Regions from separate parts of the Sus scrofa genome. Here all the other regions are linked to region 2. A link is a contact called in public Hi-C data. All regions are on one chromosome and are shown on one strand. Each heading gives the region's core, a stretch centred on a gene start, on an enhancer-like site or on the middle of the called end of the contact. The rest is flanking DNA. Distances are from core to core; before and after follow the strand shown.

Region 1 (2,700 bases), core at 54-2,553, 290 kb after region 2:
ACTGTCACCCATGCCCTCTCCATTTCTTAGCCTCTTGGTAATCGACATATGCTTTAAATCCCAGATTAAAAATCTATCCCCTTCACGGATCCTCCCCCATCTAATTTCTCCCTTCAGATAAACATCCACAGCTTTTCTTTTATATTGTTTTCACATTGCTTTGAATTTTAGCTACTAGTCTGTATGTTTTATTCCTCTGATCACTGTAGTTTGCAAATTCCTTGGGGGTTAGGACAAGATCGTATTCATAGAAACATTGAATGTAGCGCTAAACAAGAATTTTAGAGGAGTTCCCGTCGTGGCGCAGTGGTTAACGAATCCGACTAGGAACCATGAGGTTGCGGGTTCGGTCCCTGCACTTGCTCAGTGGGTTAATGATCCGGCGTTGCTGTGAGCTGTGGTGTAGGTTGCAGACGCGGCTCGGATCCCGCGTTGCTGTGGCTCTGGCGTAGGCCGGTGGCTACAGCTCCGATTCAACCCCTAGCCTGGGAACCTCCATATGCCACGGGAGCGGCCCAAGAAATAGCAACAACAACAAAAAAAAGACAAAAAAATAAATAAAATAATAAAAAAAAAAAAAAAAAAAAGAATTTTAGAGACCGTATTAACCAAGCCTCTCATTTTTTTTTTCTTTTTTAATGCTCGAACCGGTGGCATATGGAAATTCCGCAGACCTGGGATCGAATCCCAGTCACAACTGGGAGCTACGCCATAGCTGCTGAAACATGGGATCCACAGCGGGAACTTCAAGCTTCTCATTTTTATGAATAAGAGGAGTATTAAGCTTTTGCAGAACACATTACTGTTTAAAGGCCCGTCCTAGACATTCAATTAGTTATATTAAATCCTCACATTAAGGTTATAAGGTCATCATTATCCCGGTTTACAGGTGAGGAAACTAAGCTCCAGATGATATACTGAGAAAAATGGTTTACCCAGAGAAGGTCCAACACTAGAATCCAGCGTTCTGTCTCCATTCATCCTCTTTCCATTAAATCCTAGCTGCCTCTCTAGTTTTCCCAACACATTTAACTGCAAATCTATATTTGGTGAATGAAATGAGTCCAAAAAAAAAAAAAAAGTGCCAGGTGTTGACAGCAGTTTAAATACCTGTAGTTAAATAAAGCAAAATGCTGACGGCCGCGGATGCACAGCTCTATAAACACCCATCATCCTTTCTGGGGTTGTCTGCAGCTTTGGCTCCAGCTACCCTCTGCCCTACCTGACAGTGCAGCTCCCAGTCCCAAGGGAATCACGCCTGCGCGCGGCCCCTTTAAGGCTGCGGGCGGCGCGTGCCCATAGTTCTTTCAAATGGACCAATAGAAGTGTGATGGGCGGTCCGAGAGGAACCAATAAACAACGAGGACACTGCGGGGTGTGCGGCGGCCCAAGCGGTTTCAAACGGCTTGGAGAAGCCCCTCGGTTCTGACCCGGCGGAGGTGAGTGCACTGTGGGCCGGACCCACCCACCTAGGCCCTCGGGTTCTGGAGTCGCGCGCGCGGCGAGGCCGTGGACCCCAGGCGGGGGGGCCTTCGCCGACACGCGCCTCCCTCGCCCAAGAACCCGGCGGATCTGAGGCGGCAAGGCGGGGCGGAGGCCGGGGGACTGAGGCGGCTGGGAGGGCGGGGGGCGTGGGCGCTCGTGTGCGACGGAGGCTGGGGCTGGTGACCAGAGCGCGCTGCCGTGGGCTGCGGGCGGCAGCGCCGGCGACGCGGGCGGCGCAGGGCCTCTCCTGGAGGCTCCGGGTTTTCGGGGACTGGGGCGGGGGCCTGCGAGCTGGGGCTGCTACGGCGCCCCTCGCGTAATTGTCAAATGAATGAATGGGTGAGTAAGAGCCTCCGAGGGCTGTGGTGAATGTGAAGGGCCTGGTCGCCTTAGAACGTAACAAGGACAGGGGGACCGGGGCCTGCCCGCGCACCTGTGGTCCTGCCCGCGCACCTGTGTTCCCACCGGCGTGGTGCGATTTTAACGATTCGGATCATACCGCTCCGCCCTTCCGCCTGGCTTTCTCTTCCAAAGATGTCAGTGGAGTTCAGATATCTTTCCAGCTCTGAAGATTTGGGGGACCAATACAATAGCCAGCAGTGTAGGTTAAGCAGGCCTTGCTACTTTTAAGGTAGGGGCTCGGTAAACTAGATTCTTACTTTTTAGCTCCTTCCACTCTGGCTGTTACGATAGCTACCCCGCAATCGTGGTAATTGTCAGGCTGGATTTGAATGCATTCTTTTTGTTTCTGGGATAGAAAATGATGAAAGTTACGTTGCCAAAGTGGCTACTGTGTATTAGAAAATACATTCGTGTTGATGAATGTTAACAATGCGTTTTTCATTCAGCATCAATAGAGGATGAAGAGGTTTTTGCTGAACTTGCCCCCAATTTATTCATGGCTCCAGTTTAACTCTCATGGGAATTAAGACTTCAAATCTTGGCCCAGAAATGCTCCTTGTCTTATTTTATGCATAATTATAGTAATTGAAAACTCATTTTTAGAGAGGTGAACTCCTCCTTTCTCCATTTTCATCACCCTGAAAAGTCCTTCTTTGACCTAAAGAGCTGATAAATTAAGCTAACAATCTTTTGAAACTTTTAAGAGATGGTAAAAGATTTGGACTTCTCTTAAGTGACTGGATAAACTGTGCTCTTGTTTTTATAAAGTAATATAGAGAAAGGTGAAATCAATTTAATTTATTTAAAATTTTT
Region 2 (2,700 bases), core at 179-2,678:
TGCATGCAGGGTGGGGGTGGGGGGGCTGACTTTGACCTCTCTCTGCCTGAGCCAAGTCTCTTCCAGCTGGGTTCTCCCCCTCCCCCCAAGTCCTTGACCCAATTGTAGGGCTGGGGCTGGGCTAGGACAGTTGCCAGTGACCAATCCCCCTTTCCGCAGGGGAGGAGCTGCTGAAGATGAGCGAGGAGGATGAGCAGGGCTGGTGCCAGGGCCAGCTGCAGAGTGGCCGGATTGGCCTGTACCCTGCCAACTACGTTGAGTGTGTGGGGGCCTGACCTGCCCTTACAGCCCTTCTACATGTTTCTCCACCCCCACCACCCCTTTCAGTCTGAGCCTAGCTTGTCTGGGCAGCTGGACTTGAGGGCCCTGAACCATGCTGCCCCTGGTGGCCCTCTGTCCCTTTCAGGAGAGAGGAAGTCTTGAGACTCCCAGGAGCAAAGGGGCCTGCCTCTAGGAAGGGACTGGTAGGGAAGGGCCAACTGAGTCTGGACTGAGGGGAAGGTGGGAAGGTCAGGAGGTAACAAAAGGGCTCAGGGGTGCCTGGGCCTCCCCAGGAATACCCTGGTCTCCCCAGGAGTTGTGGACCCAGTGCCCAGTCTGTGTTTTGAGCTTCCTGGGGCGCGCTTGGGGTGAGTGTAGTTCTGGGCTAGCAGCACTCTTTTGTGGCTTCTAGTGTGTATTAAACTTGGAAAAAATAAACTTGGAAGAAAAACAAAACACTGTCAGGCTTGTGTGCGTCTTTGTTACCCCCCGCCCCTCCGCCGCCAGGCCACCGAGGGCATCTGGAGCCAGGCACTGAGGAGAGGTCGTGGGCCTGAAGTATATTATGGGGGTGGGGGTTGGGCAAAGGTTGTCAACTTGGTACCTGCTCTGGACTTGGGACCCTAACTTGGATTTGGGACCCTAACCTGGGGCGGAAGGGACTCGAGATAGGGCTAGATGCGAGCCGACCACGACTGGAGGCTGGGTGAGGAGTTCTGAGCGGGGCGGGAGCCCAGTCAGTTTACCTTCCCGTTCAGGGCGGCAGGCCCAGGAGTGCTTGGTAGGACTGTTAATCATCACTCACTCTTTGGGATCTGGCCCGAGAAGAGGCCGGCTTCCCCGTCTCGCAGCCCACGCTCCTGAGAGATGGCTCCACCTTCTGGAGAAGACCGGACCTGCGGGCGCCTCTGCGGCGACGTTTGGGCCTGCGGGCGAGCCGTCGCCCCGCCCCGACTGCGGATTGGCCCCGGCGCGGCGTGGCGTGGATTCGAGCGACTGCCGCCGAGCCCAGGCCGCTGATGGTTCGGCTCCTGCTCCACCGACCGCCCATTGGTCGGGATCCGGACAAATCACCCCGCCCCTAGGCCGGCCGGCCCCCGCTGAGCCCCACCCGCTGACCCGCGTTCGCGGCCGCGGATTGGCCTGTGACGCGACCCGTCGCTCGCGCTGGAATCTGGGAAGGAGAGAAAATGGCGGCCGAGCCGAGCAAGACAGAGATCCAAACTCTTTTTAAGAGGCTTCGCGCAATTCCAACCAACAAGGTGCGTGAGTGGGAGGCGGGCAGGGCCAGGCACTGGCCGAGAGGGACTCCCCTGGTTCCCTTGGCGCCTGAGGGAGGGAGAGGGAGGGCGTGGACTGTCTTCCCGGGGTGTCAGCGCTCGGCCTGGACCTGGGGCCCCTGACCATTCGCTCATCGCCTTTTTCACGCAGGCCTGTTTTGACTGTGGCGCCAAGAATCCGAGTTGGGCTAGCATCACGTATGGTGTTTTCTTGTGCATTGATTGCTCCGGGGTGCATCGCTCCCTGGGCGTCCATCTCAGCTTCATCAGGTAGGGTCTTTTCGCGGCCGCTGTGCTTCCACCCTGCCGCCCGGGGTTCATCGGGGGAGAGTGGCTGCTTGAACTTGGATCGCCCTGAGTTCGGTATTTGCGATCCTCTCATGAGTGGAAACAGCCAGTGTGGGCCCCTTACCACGCAGCCGGTTCGACTCCGCATGTGGGTCAAAACTCCTTTCTTTCCTGACAGTCAGAATTGACATTCCGAGCGTCAGTTTCAGGGAAGAGTTATCTGCATTGATCTTGTTGCTGATACATTGGAGCCAGACTGTGGCTGTGCTTAAGGGGAAGGTCGAGTCCAGGCTTGAGTGCTTGAGAATTTGACCTCCTTTCCATCTGGAAAATAATTGGTAGCCATCTGACTAGATGGATGTAGAGCAAGGCTTTCATGGATAGGGTAGAATGGAGGAAACACGGTGGCGGCTGATGAATATTTCCTGGGCGCTTGCTGCAGCCCGAGGCCAAATGACAGGTGTGGGTCTGCCAGGGAAGCGTCTCCTGGAACCTGCTGGTAGGTGACACGCAGCCCTTGCACACAGGTCCACAGAGTTGGATTCCAACTGGAACTGGTTCCAGCTGAGGTGTATGCAGGTCGGCGGGAATGCCAATGCGGTAAAGCTCCTTCTTACCATCCTCCCACCCCCATTCTTCTGCCTGAGTACTGACTCTACAGTGACTTCTTGAAGGCTCTCTCAGTTTCAGTTAGGAGAAATCTCTGGTCTATGGCAACACTGTACCCTACTCTCTAAACTTGGAAATGTATCCCTGTTCTTCACAAAGGGGCTTTGGTTTTAAACCGAGCTGGACAGACATTCTTGGGGCAAGGCCAAGGGAGTTGGGGCCTTCGCAGTCATCACGGTCTTGGGGGCCTGGATGAAGGATG
Region 3 (2,700 bases), core at 140-2,639, 440 kb after region 2:
TTGAACATATTACTTCCTTTCAATGAGTACCAAACAGAAGTAAGAGGTACCTCAAATTTAAAATTTTTTCAGGAGTTATGCAATGAAATCTTTTACCTGTGCTGTTTCACCTTTCCCTCCAAATAATCCTGGAGGATTAAAATAAAGAGCCATTCCTTTATTTTACATGCCATCTGACCAGCTAAGTGACAAAGCTGAGATTTGATCCCAGGGGCTTTTTAATTCCCAAAACCTTTGTTCTTGACTTTTGTAACTGCTAACACTCTACTAATTCAGCTTTTAACAATTTTTTGCACCTCTTAATTACTGCAAGGAAGGAGAAAAGACAGTCCTGGACAGAAGGGGGCCAAACCATCTCCTATCCCTTTAAATACTCTGCATCTTCTAACAAGAAATGTCTGAACTAAATTTTCAATCATGGAAGGGAGATGCCCGATCCCTTAATACCTCTTTTTGCTCTCTTTCCGCTGCATCACCCTTCTGCTTAGAGACAGACTCCTCTTCCAGTGGTCCCCAGAGCAGTCCCGGCTGCAAGGGTTCCCCGACACACCAGACCCCCAAGCGCTGTTCCTCGGTCAGTGAGGGACCTAGGGCCAAGCCCCGGGGGAGGCTCTTTAGAGCGAGGATGGCTCGGGTCGGTCTGGCTGGGAAATCTTTGGGTCCCTGTGCACAGCCTTCTCCGGAAGGGCTCCATCCTGAGTCCGGGTCCAGGCGTGGGCCGGGGACTGCAGCGAGAGAGGAAGACAGTGAAGAAGTGAGGAAGCCGCCCAAGAGGTAGTGGGGTGGGGAAAGATGAGGGAGAAAACCCTAGGTCCAGCTAGGCCTCAAGAGTCTGAGAGATATATAAAGACTCTAAGGGGCCCCGAAAAGACCTGAGGGACTTCGAGGGCTCTTAAAAGAAGCCCCCGAGATTTTGAGGGCACCGGAGGAGGATGCCAGGCTCGGGAGGAAAAGGGTCGGGGGATAAGAGTTGACCAGAGAACGTCAGGAATATCTGAGCCGAGGGTCGGAGACACCGCAGGCCGCTCACCGAACTGCAGTCTTCCCTTCGCCGAGAGAAGCTCCTCCGCCTCCTCCATCCCGGATCGAAAAGCCTCCCTCCGCCGGAAGTGAGTGTCACCTTCTAGGCTCCTCCCGGAAACAGTCATTGACACCCAAATTTCCTCTCGGGAACGAATCGTAAGAGTCAGCCTTAACTGGTGCACAAGACCAGGAGTTTGGGAATTCTGGTGAGGCGAATCTCTGTCCGAGAAGAATACGAGCTAAGGATTCCGGAGGTCCACCAGAGATTCGAGTACCCGGAACATCGGAACTAACTGTTCCAGGGCCTCCTTTTGGGAGGGACGAATCGGACGGTTCTACTCCACCGCAGCCAAGGAGGCACGTGAGCAGCACGTACAGGAAGTGGGCGGGGATCCTGGAAAGGCCATGTTTGGACCGGGCAGCGGGTCGGAAGTGGGTTGGAGGTGTGGCGGAAGTGGTTGGGAGTGAAGAGACAGGGAGGGGGCGGTTCCCGTTCCACCTCGGAGCCGGATGTTTGCCGATCTTTGACAGGCGTGGCAGAGGGAGCGGTACCCGACCACGGTGAGCTGCGGGGTGCAAGTTCTGCCTGGGAGGTTGGGGGCGGGGCGGGAAGGAAAAGGACTGGCCAGGTCATTTGAAGGGATGGGGTCCGGATGGGGAGCATCCAAGCGGATCCGAGGAAGGGAGCAGGGGTGGAATGGGGCCTGGGAACCTGGCCTTCCCGCTGCCGGGATTCTGCCCCACTCGCGGGTCTGCAGCGAGAGGACTTTGCTTCTTTTGCTGGCTTCTTCCTGGCCTCTCGCTCGCTGTCATCGAGTAAACTCATGGGAAGGGGAAGTCTCCCTCGTCCGATCTGGGGAAGTGCTAAAACAAGAAATTCGGGCGAAGTGTTCCACCTTGCTACTTATTAGGCCACGCTTTCATGTCTCTTTCTTAACCTGTGAGACAGGATTGTAGCACCCAATCCGGTTTTTGTGAACCATGAGGCTTTATGCAAACGTGATTGTAGTTGAAAGGCTTGCTTTGTATTGTGGGGTTTGCATTTTTGCAATTCTGGAGCCCTAACTAGGAGGCCTATCACAATTCCAGAGAATATGATTTCAAGTTATTTCAGTTCTCCTTGGAGGAGTTTAGAGAAGCTTTACTTTGCCCTTTTGTAGAACTTTGAGAATCATATGAATGACAGTCACTTAAGAGAAGTATTGAAGGATTGACCTGCACAAAGAGACCACCTTAGATAGACATGGATTAAAATCTTGACTTTACTGTATGACTCTTATTTTTTCTGGTCTTCACATTTCTGGAACTGTACTTCTCTGGTGCTGATGTGAAAAGATAATTTGTATCCAGTTCATCGTGGTTGCTTCCCTTTTCCTCTTAGGATACAAATTGATTCCTTCAGTAATTCAGCAAATGACTGAGCATCTACTCTGTGCCAGATGTAATTTTGAGTAGGTCAAGGCTGTTTGTTTGTTTTTAATGGTCACACCCGCAGCACATGGAAGTTCCATGGGCCAGGGATTGAATCCCAGCAGTAGCTGACCTGTGCTGTGGCAACACCAGATCCTTGAACCAACTGCTCCCACCCGGGATAGAACTTCACAGCGATCCAAACCCCTGCAGTGAGGTTCTTAACCCACTGCGCCACAGTGGGAACTCCAGGTCAGGGATTCTTAA
Region 4 (2,700 bases), core at 98-2,597, 350 kb before region 2:
CAGGCCACCAAAAGTCACTTTATTACTGCAGCTGAGGTGTCTGCCTTTCATAGCAGATTCTCAAGCCAAGAACCTTAGGGCTGAAGGGCCCTCATAGATTATCTAGCTGAAATCCATTTTTTTTTTTTTTTTTTTTTTTTGCTTTTTTAGGGCCACACCCTTGACATGTTGAAGTTCCCAAGCTAAGGGTTGAATCAGAGCTGCAGCTGCCAGCCTACGCCACAGCCACAGCCAAGCCAGATCCTTAACCCACTGAGGGAGGCCACGCATCAAACCCGCATTCTCATGGATACTAGTCAGGTTCGTTAGCAATGAGCCACTGAAACTTTATTTTTTTATATTTTTGCACAAATGAGGAAACTGAGACCCAGAATGGGTCTTTTTACTCCCAGGGCTTATGTTGACCGTAACTAATTCCCATATATTCATTCGCACAACACTACCTCACTGAGCAACCACACATCCTAGGCTGCAGAGTATTAATACCAGTTCTCTGCCTTAGGCAGCGAGCAGGCCTGCTGTCTCTCACTAGTGCTGTGACCCTGGGCAACTTACTTCTCTGGACTGTTTCCTGCTCTACAGTAGAAAAGCATAATACTATCCACCCGGTAAGATTGTGGGGAGAAATGAATAAGATCATTCATTAATCGCTTAGCGAGGTGCCCGGCACAACAAGCATTCAACTAACGCCAACTATTATTATAATAAGAAGGCTCTGAAGCCCAAAGTTTGTTTCCTGCTCTCAAAGAGCTGACAGTTTAATCGGAGAAAAAGAAAATCACTAAAGTGGACAAAAGGCAACAGGGCACAACAGAAAAGGCTCTAGGGCACTAGGTGCCCGATTCTGCCTGCAGAGTGAAGACCGTTGCAGTCAGCTCTCCAAGGACAAGAAGAGACTTGCCAGGAGGACGCAGAGAAGGGCAGCCCAGGACAAGGGCAAACATCTGACAAAGGGAATGAACGGGGCCCCGCCTGTAGTCCCCATAAGGGCCGGACTCGCACATACTCACGGCGCGTGTCGGCCGCAGCGCTTTCCTTCCTCACAGGCAGCAAAAGCACCGAGGGTCGCCCGGACACTGCACGGGAATATAGAGGCACTGAAGCGCAGGGTGAGGCTTGAGGGGGCTCCCTGCGCTGGACGCGCCGCCGCTCCCCCCCTGGCCCTCAGCCTGCTGCCCTTGCTCACCCCTAGCCACCGCCGCGGGCCCCACGAGCCCCCGCCAACAGCCCCTTGCAGCCGCCGCCGCCGCCATGTTTCCCGGCTGCAAACCAGGTAGCAGAAGCCAGATCCGCAGGACACGGAGCCCCAAGGGCACGGACCGGAAGCGGAAGTGTGCATCGGATCTTCTTCCGGGCGGACGCGGGGCCGGAAGCAGAGGTTCCGGGTTCCGGGCTTCGGAATGAAAGGAGGGAAGGCAGGTGAGAAAGCGAAGCCCGCGGGTGGGGAAACCGTGAGGTGAATGTGACCCTAGCTTGTTGTGACAGAGGCTGGAGAGAAGGAGAGGATCCTAAAGAACCGGACCGGTGAGAGGAGAAGGGGCGGGAGATCTGGGTTCCACATTCCATACCCCTCCTCCGCTCCCCCAGCTAAGCTTTTGATTAGGGCCAGCAGGCAAGCTAGGGGGAGGGGGAGAGAAGAACGGTTTCCCTGGCGACCGTTTCCCAGGCGACTCCAGGTGGAGCGGGGACACTGCACGTGGCAATGGGCCTCCTTGGGCCCCTTGCTGGGGATGGTTGGGTTCCGTGTCGAGTTCTGAGACGAAGCCTTGGGGAGTCATTAGGGCGAGCGGGGAAGTGCCAGGGAGAGGCTCAGAAAAGAGCAAATGTAGGATTAACATGTCCCAAGCCAAGCCTTGTATTAAAAGGTATGGATCACAAGCAAGGGGAAAGAGGGGGTCTTTTTTGTCGGATTCTGCTGCTCCGAGCCTCATTAGTTTTATATTCGATAGTTATTTGGTTAGTAAGCCTTTTTGCCAGGTTTTTTAAATCATAGGCTTCCTCCAATCACTTGCGTTCATGTGTTGACCTAAATACCACGCCTTTTGTTGCATCATGAAAAGGAGTATTCTGTGTTTTCTCAGAGAAACACCCAGAGTAGGAAATTTTTATCTCATTGGGGATGGAATGTTATTTCAGGAGAATGAACCCAGCTTTGGTTGAAGGAGAATGTTAGAGATATCATTAGCAAGGCTAGAACTAAGGCTAATCTGGCCCACTGTGCCCTCATTTCCCCCTTCTCCCCCCGTGAATTGGACAGTTGGATTCGTAGACTGTAGTTGTGACTTCCTTAAGTTATTCAGGGTGGTGGTATTTTGCAGACAGCTGGCAGAGAGAGAAGTTGGCTACTACCATGGAATCACCGGAGGAGCCTGGAGCATCCATGGATGAGAACTACTTTGTGAACTACACTTTCAAAGATAGGTCACACTCAGGCCGTGTGGCTCAGGGCATCATGAAACTGTGTCTGGAGGAAGAGCTCTTTGCTGATGTCACTATTTCAGTGGAAGGCCGAGAGTTTCAGCTCCACCGATTGGTCCTCTCAGCTCAGAGCTGTTTCTTCCGGTCCATGTTCACTTCCAACCTGAAGGAGGCCCACAACCGGGTAATTGTGCTGCAGGATGTCAGCGAGTCTGTTTTCCAGCTCCTGGTTGATTATATCTACCATGGGACTGTGAAACTTCGAGCTGAGGAGCTGCAGGA
Region 5 (2,700 bases), core at 117-2,616, 410 kb before region 2:
GCCTATGCCAGACCACTAGCCTATGCCAGAGCCACAGCAAGGGGGATCCAAGCAGTGTCTGTGACCAACACCACAGCTCACAGCCACGGCGGATCCTAACCCACTTAGCGAGGCCGGGGATCGAACCAGGAACCTCATGGTTCCTAGTCGGATTCATTAACCACTGCACCACGACAGGAACTCCTTTAATACACTGTTTAAAAAAATCTTATCCTATGCATGATTTCACTTAACAATAACATCAAGAGGAAGGTAGTAGTGTTATCCTTAGATTTAGACACAAAAACTGAAAACAAAAGATAAAACGACTTCCAAATCATTTGTATACAAAGGAGAACCAGAATCTAAAATGCAAGTTTTCTTTCCTGCTTCATTCTCTGTGCCAGGCTCTGCCTAAGTGCCTAAGTGCTGTTTGATATAGAATGTGTGTGCTGGAGCTGAAGGAGTAAGGACAATGCCTTTTCCTTTTTGCGTCTGTAACATGTAGCCTGGTAGGCACTGAAGTAATTGCTCACATAGGCAATAAATATTTATTGAGCATTTAGTATGTGCCAGGCGTTGAGTAAGAAACAAAGGCAGTTCCTGCTCCTGAATTCACGAGGTTTACATTCCGGTGGAGGAGACAAAAAGATAAATTTCAGACAATGATAAGTGTTAAAAGACAATGTGGTAGGAAATAAAGGGGAGGTAAATTTATTATTATTATTATTTTTTTTTTGTCTTTTTTTGCGCCGCTCCCGCAGCCTATGGAGGTTCCCAGGCTAGGGAGCTGTAGCCACCAGCCTACGCCAGAGCCACAGCAACGCAGAATCCAAGCCACGTCTGCAACCTACACCACAGCTCACGGCAAGGGCAACGCCGGATCGTTAACCCACCGAGCAAGGGCAGGGACCGAACCCGTAACCTCATAGTTCCTAGTCGGATTCGTTAACCACTGCGCCACTACGGGAACTCCCAAAGGGGAGGGGAATTTAAATATAGGTCAGAAAATGTGTTTCCGAGAAGTTTTAACATTAACTGAATGAATGAATGAATGAATGCACCAATAGCAACCCCCTGATGGAGTCATTATTCTATCTAGTTTTTCTTGGCCACTAGATTATGATTCTGATGCTGAGTAGTCCTTAGAGTTTACTTTGCTGATGCCAAAAAAGCAAGTGCAGAGGCGAAGAATATCGAAGATCCCTTTTCAATTATTTTTATTACTCTGACCTTGCCCATGCGGCCAGGGTCACTCCCCATTGCCACGCCCATTCTTCTTCGCCTGGGCCCTTCCAGCCCGCGCAAGCGCAAGAGAAACTGCCATTCCTAGTGGAGGGCATAAGCCCCGCCCCGACCCCTGCTCCCGCTCGCGAGCGCCTGCCGTTTCTTGGGGCGTGGCGGTGGGCGGGGACTGGGCGGAGAGGCGCGCGCCGCTGCGTGCGTGCGCGCGCGCGCCGCGGGCAGGCCAGTGAAGCCGGCGGCCCTGGCACGTGATCTGGGACCGGCTCGGTCGCTTGGTGGCTGCGTCTGTCTGTCCGTCCGCGGGTGCCATCATGGCGGACGCGGCCAGTCAGGTGCTCCTGGGCTCCGGTCTCACCATCCTGTCCCAGCCGCTCATGTACGTGAAGGTGCTCATCCAGGTATGAGTCCTCGCCATTCCCTTCCCCGATAGGCGCCTTATTCAGGCGCCGCTGCCCACGGTGCCTGAGGACCGGCTTCAACCATCCCAGGCCTTCAATCTCCCGAGATGCTGCTCCTTTGCTGCCCGCCTCTTCCTTCCCCGCAGGGACAACTTCCACCGCGCGCGGAGCTTCCACTGGCCCTGGGCCTTCCCGAGATCTCGCCTCGCGGTCAAGTGGGGAGGCCCTCTCCGTTCCCGGTAGCCAACTGCCGCCTTGCCCTGTCCTTCCCTGCCCTGCCCAGTGGCTTCTCTGAACTTTGTTTTTTCTAACCTGAGGTTGATCCAGGCCGGGCATCGCCAAGGACTTCCCAACCCTCCCCTCTCCGCATCTCTGAAATTAGAATTCATCTCTCCTCCTGGGCCCCAAATGCAAGACTTAAAATCTCTTGAAGACAAATCTGAAATTAGAGGGGAGCCAACGTTTTGTTAGCTTTTCTTTTCTTTTTTTTGCTGCTGTAGCTGCTGCTATTCTCTTCTGAGATTTTAGCACCAGATACCTAGAGAAACAAGGAGCTCATTCAGAAGTGATAATGAAGTGGTTGCTGAGTCAAATTTCTGAAGGATCCAACAGCAGCCCATATGGCTCATGACAGTGAAATTCACATCTGTCAGAGCTGGAAATCAGTTCAGCTAAAAGAGTTTTAGCAAGTTTAAGTATGTATGTTAGTTTCTAATCTACTGTGCAATAGTTCTTAAATGGTATTTTATATTCTCAGTCAAGTATGCCAGGTTTCAGCAGATATCAACTGTTAGATAGTATTTTCAATTGCCTTTCAAAGTTTCCCTGTGATAGGCAGGTCATTCATTTTTTTCACTTTTTGTAGAGAGTTGATGGAATTACATCATGCATAGTACCAAGGATGGGAGCAGTTTTTAGAACCCCTGTCCTCTACTTTTCTGTTAAAAAGAAGCAACACACTAGGGAGGACTCCATTTATTAAATATTGATGATTTGATTTGTGTAGATTCAGAATCTATGTGTAAAAGTCTATTCTTAAGTTATTTAAATTAACAACAAAATCTTTGAAATGTATCAT

What was found. Hi-C and Micro-C count contacts between places; a contact is called where the count stands out from the background.
Region 1: a Hi-C map of liver shows a contact between it and region 2, with 4 times the contacts expected there. The contact joins the promoter of CKAP5 here to the promoter of ARFGAP2 in region 2. A contact is called at or near these places in 1 of 5 promoter capture datasets (liver), 2 of 47 Hi-C or Micro-C datasets (heart right ventricle and liver) and 1 of 2 datasets of contacts at active chromatin or transcription factors (skeletal muscle).
Region 3: a contact with region 2 is called in a Hi-C map of skeletal muscle, with 12 times the contacts expected there. The contact joins the promoter of ZNF408 here to the promoter of ARFGAP2 in region 2. A contact is called at or near these places in 2 of 5 promoter capture datasets (fetal liver and liver) and 3 of 47 Hi-C or Micro-C datasets (heart right ventricle, liver and skeletal muscle).
Region 4: a Hi-C map of skeletal muscle shows a contact between it and region 2, with 4 times the contacts expected there. The contact joins the promoter of NDUFS3 here to the promoter of ARFGAP2 in region 2. A contact is called at or near these places in 1 of 5 promoter capture datasets (fetal skeletal muscle) and 3 of 47 Hi-C or Micro-C datasets (liver and skeletal muscle).
Region 5: a contact with region 2 is called in a Hi-C map of liver, with 2.4 times the contacts expected there. The contact joins the promoter of MTCH2 here to the promoter of ARFGAP2 in region 2. A contact is called at or near these places in 1 of 5 promoter capture datasets (fetal liver) and 2 of 47 Hi-C or Micro-C datasets (heart right ventricle and liver).

What each region holds. Positions count from the first base shown.
Region 1 is chr2:15,679,420-15,682,119 of Sscrofa11.1, forward strand. CKAP5 (cytoskeleton-associated protein 5) reads left to right here and starts at 1,304. Exons shown (of 44, transcript XM_021085236.1): 1 at 1,304-1,439.
Region 2 is chr2:15,389,175-15,391,874 of Sscrofa11.1, forward strand. ARFGAP2 (ADP ribosylation factor GTPase activating protein 2) reads left to right here and starts at 1,429. Exons shown (of 16, transcript NM_001244552.1): 1 at 1,429-1,523; 2 at 1,693-1,811; 3 at 2,357-2,429. The coding sequence starts at 1,452. It overlaps PACSIN3 (protein kinase C and casein kinase substrate in neurons protein 3), which reads left to right. Exons shown (of 10, transcript XM_021085228.1): 10 at 160-719. The coding sequence ends at 275.
Region 3 is chr2:15,833,160-15,835,859 of Sscrofa11.1, forward strand. ZNF408 (zinc finger protein 408) reads right to left here and starts at 1,390. Exons shown (of 5, transcript XM_003122824.6): 1 at 1,031-1,390; 2 at 448-725. The coding sequence starts at 1,148. It overlaps ARHGAP1 (rho GTPase-activating protein 1), which reads left to right and starts at 1,126. Exons shown (of 13, transcript XM_003122825.5): 1 at 1,126-1,584.
Region 4 is chr2:15,035,533-15,038,232 of Sscrofa11.1, forward strand. NDUFS3 (NADH:ubiquinone oxidoreductase core subunit S3) reads right to left here and starts at 1,348. Exons shown (of 7, transcript NM_001243796.1): 1 at 1,187-1,348; 2 at 1,011-1,076. The coding sequence starts at 1,253. KBTBD4 (kelch repeat and BTB domain-containing protein 4) reads left to right here and starts at 1,187. Exons shown (of 4, transcript XM_003122803.6): 1 at 1,187-1,419; 2 at 2,319-2,700. The coding sequence starts at 1,401.
Region 5 is chr2:14,981,625-14,984,324 of Sscrofa11.1, forward strand. It overlaps MTCH2 (mitochondrial carrier homolog 2), which reads left to right and starts at 1,367. Exons shown (of 13, transcript XM_003353877.5): 1 at 1,367-1,622. The coding sequence starts at 1,536.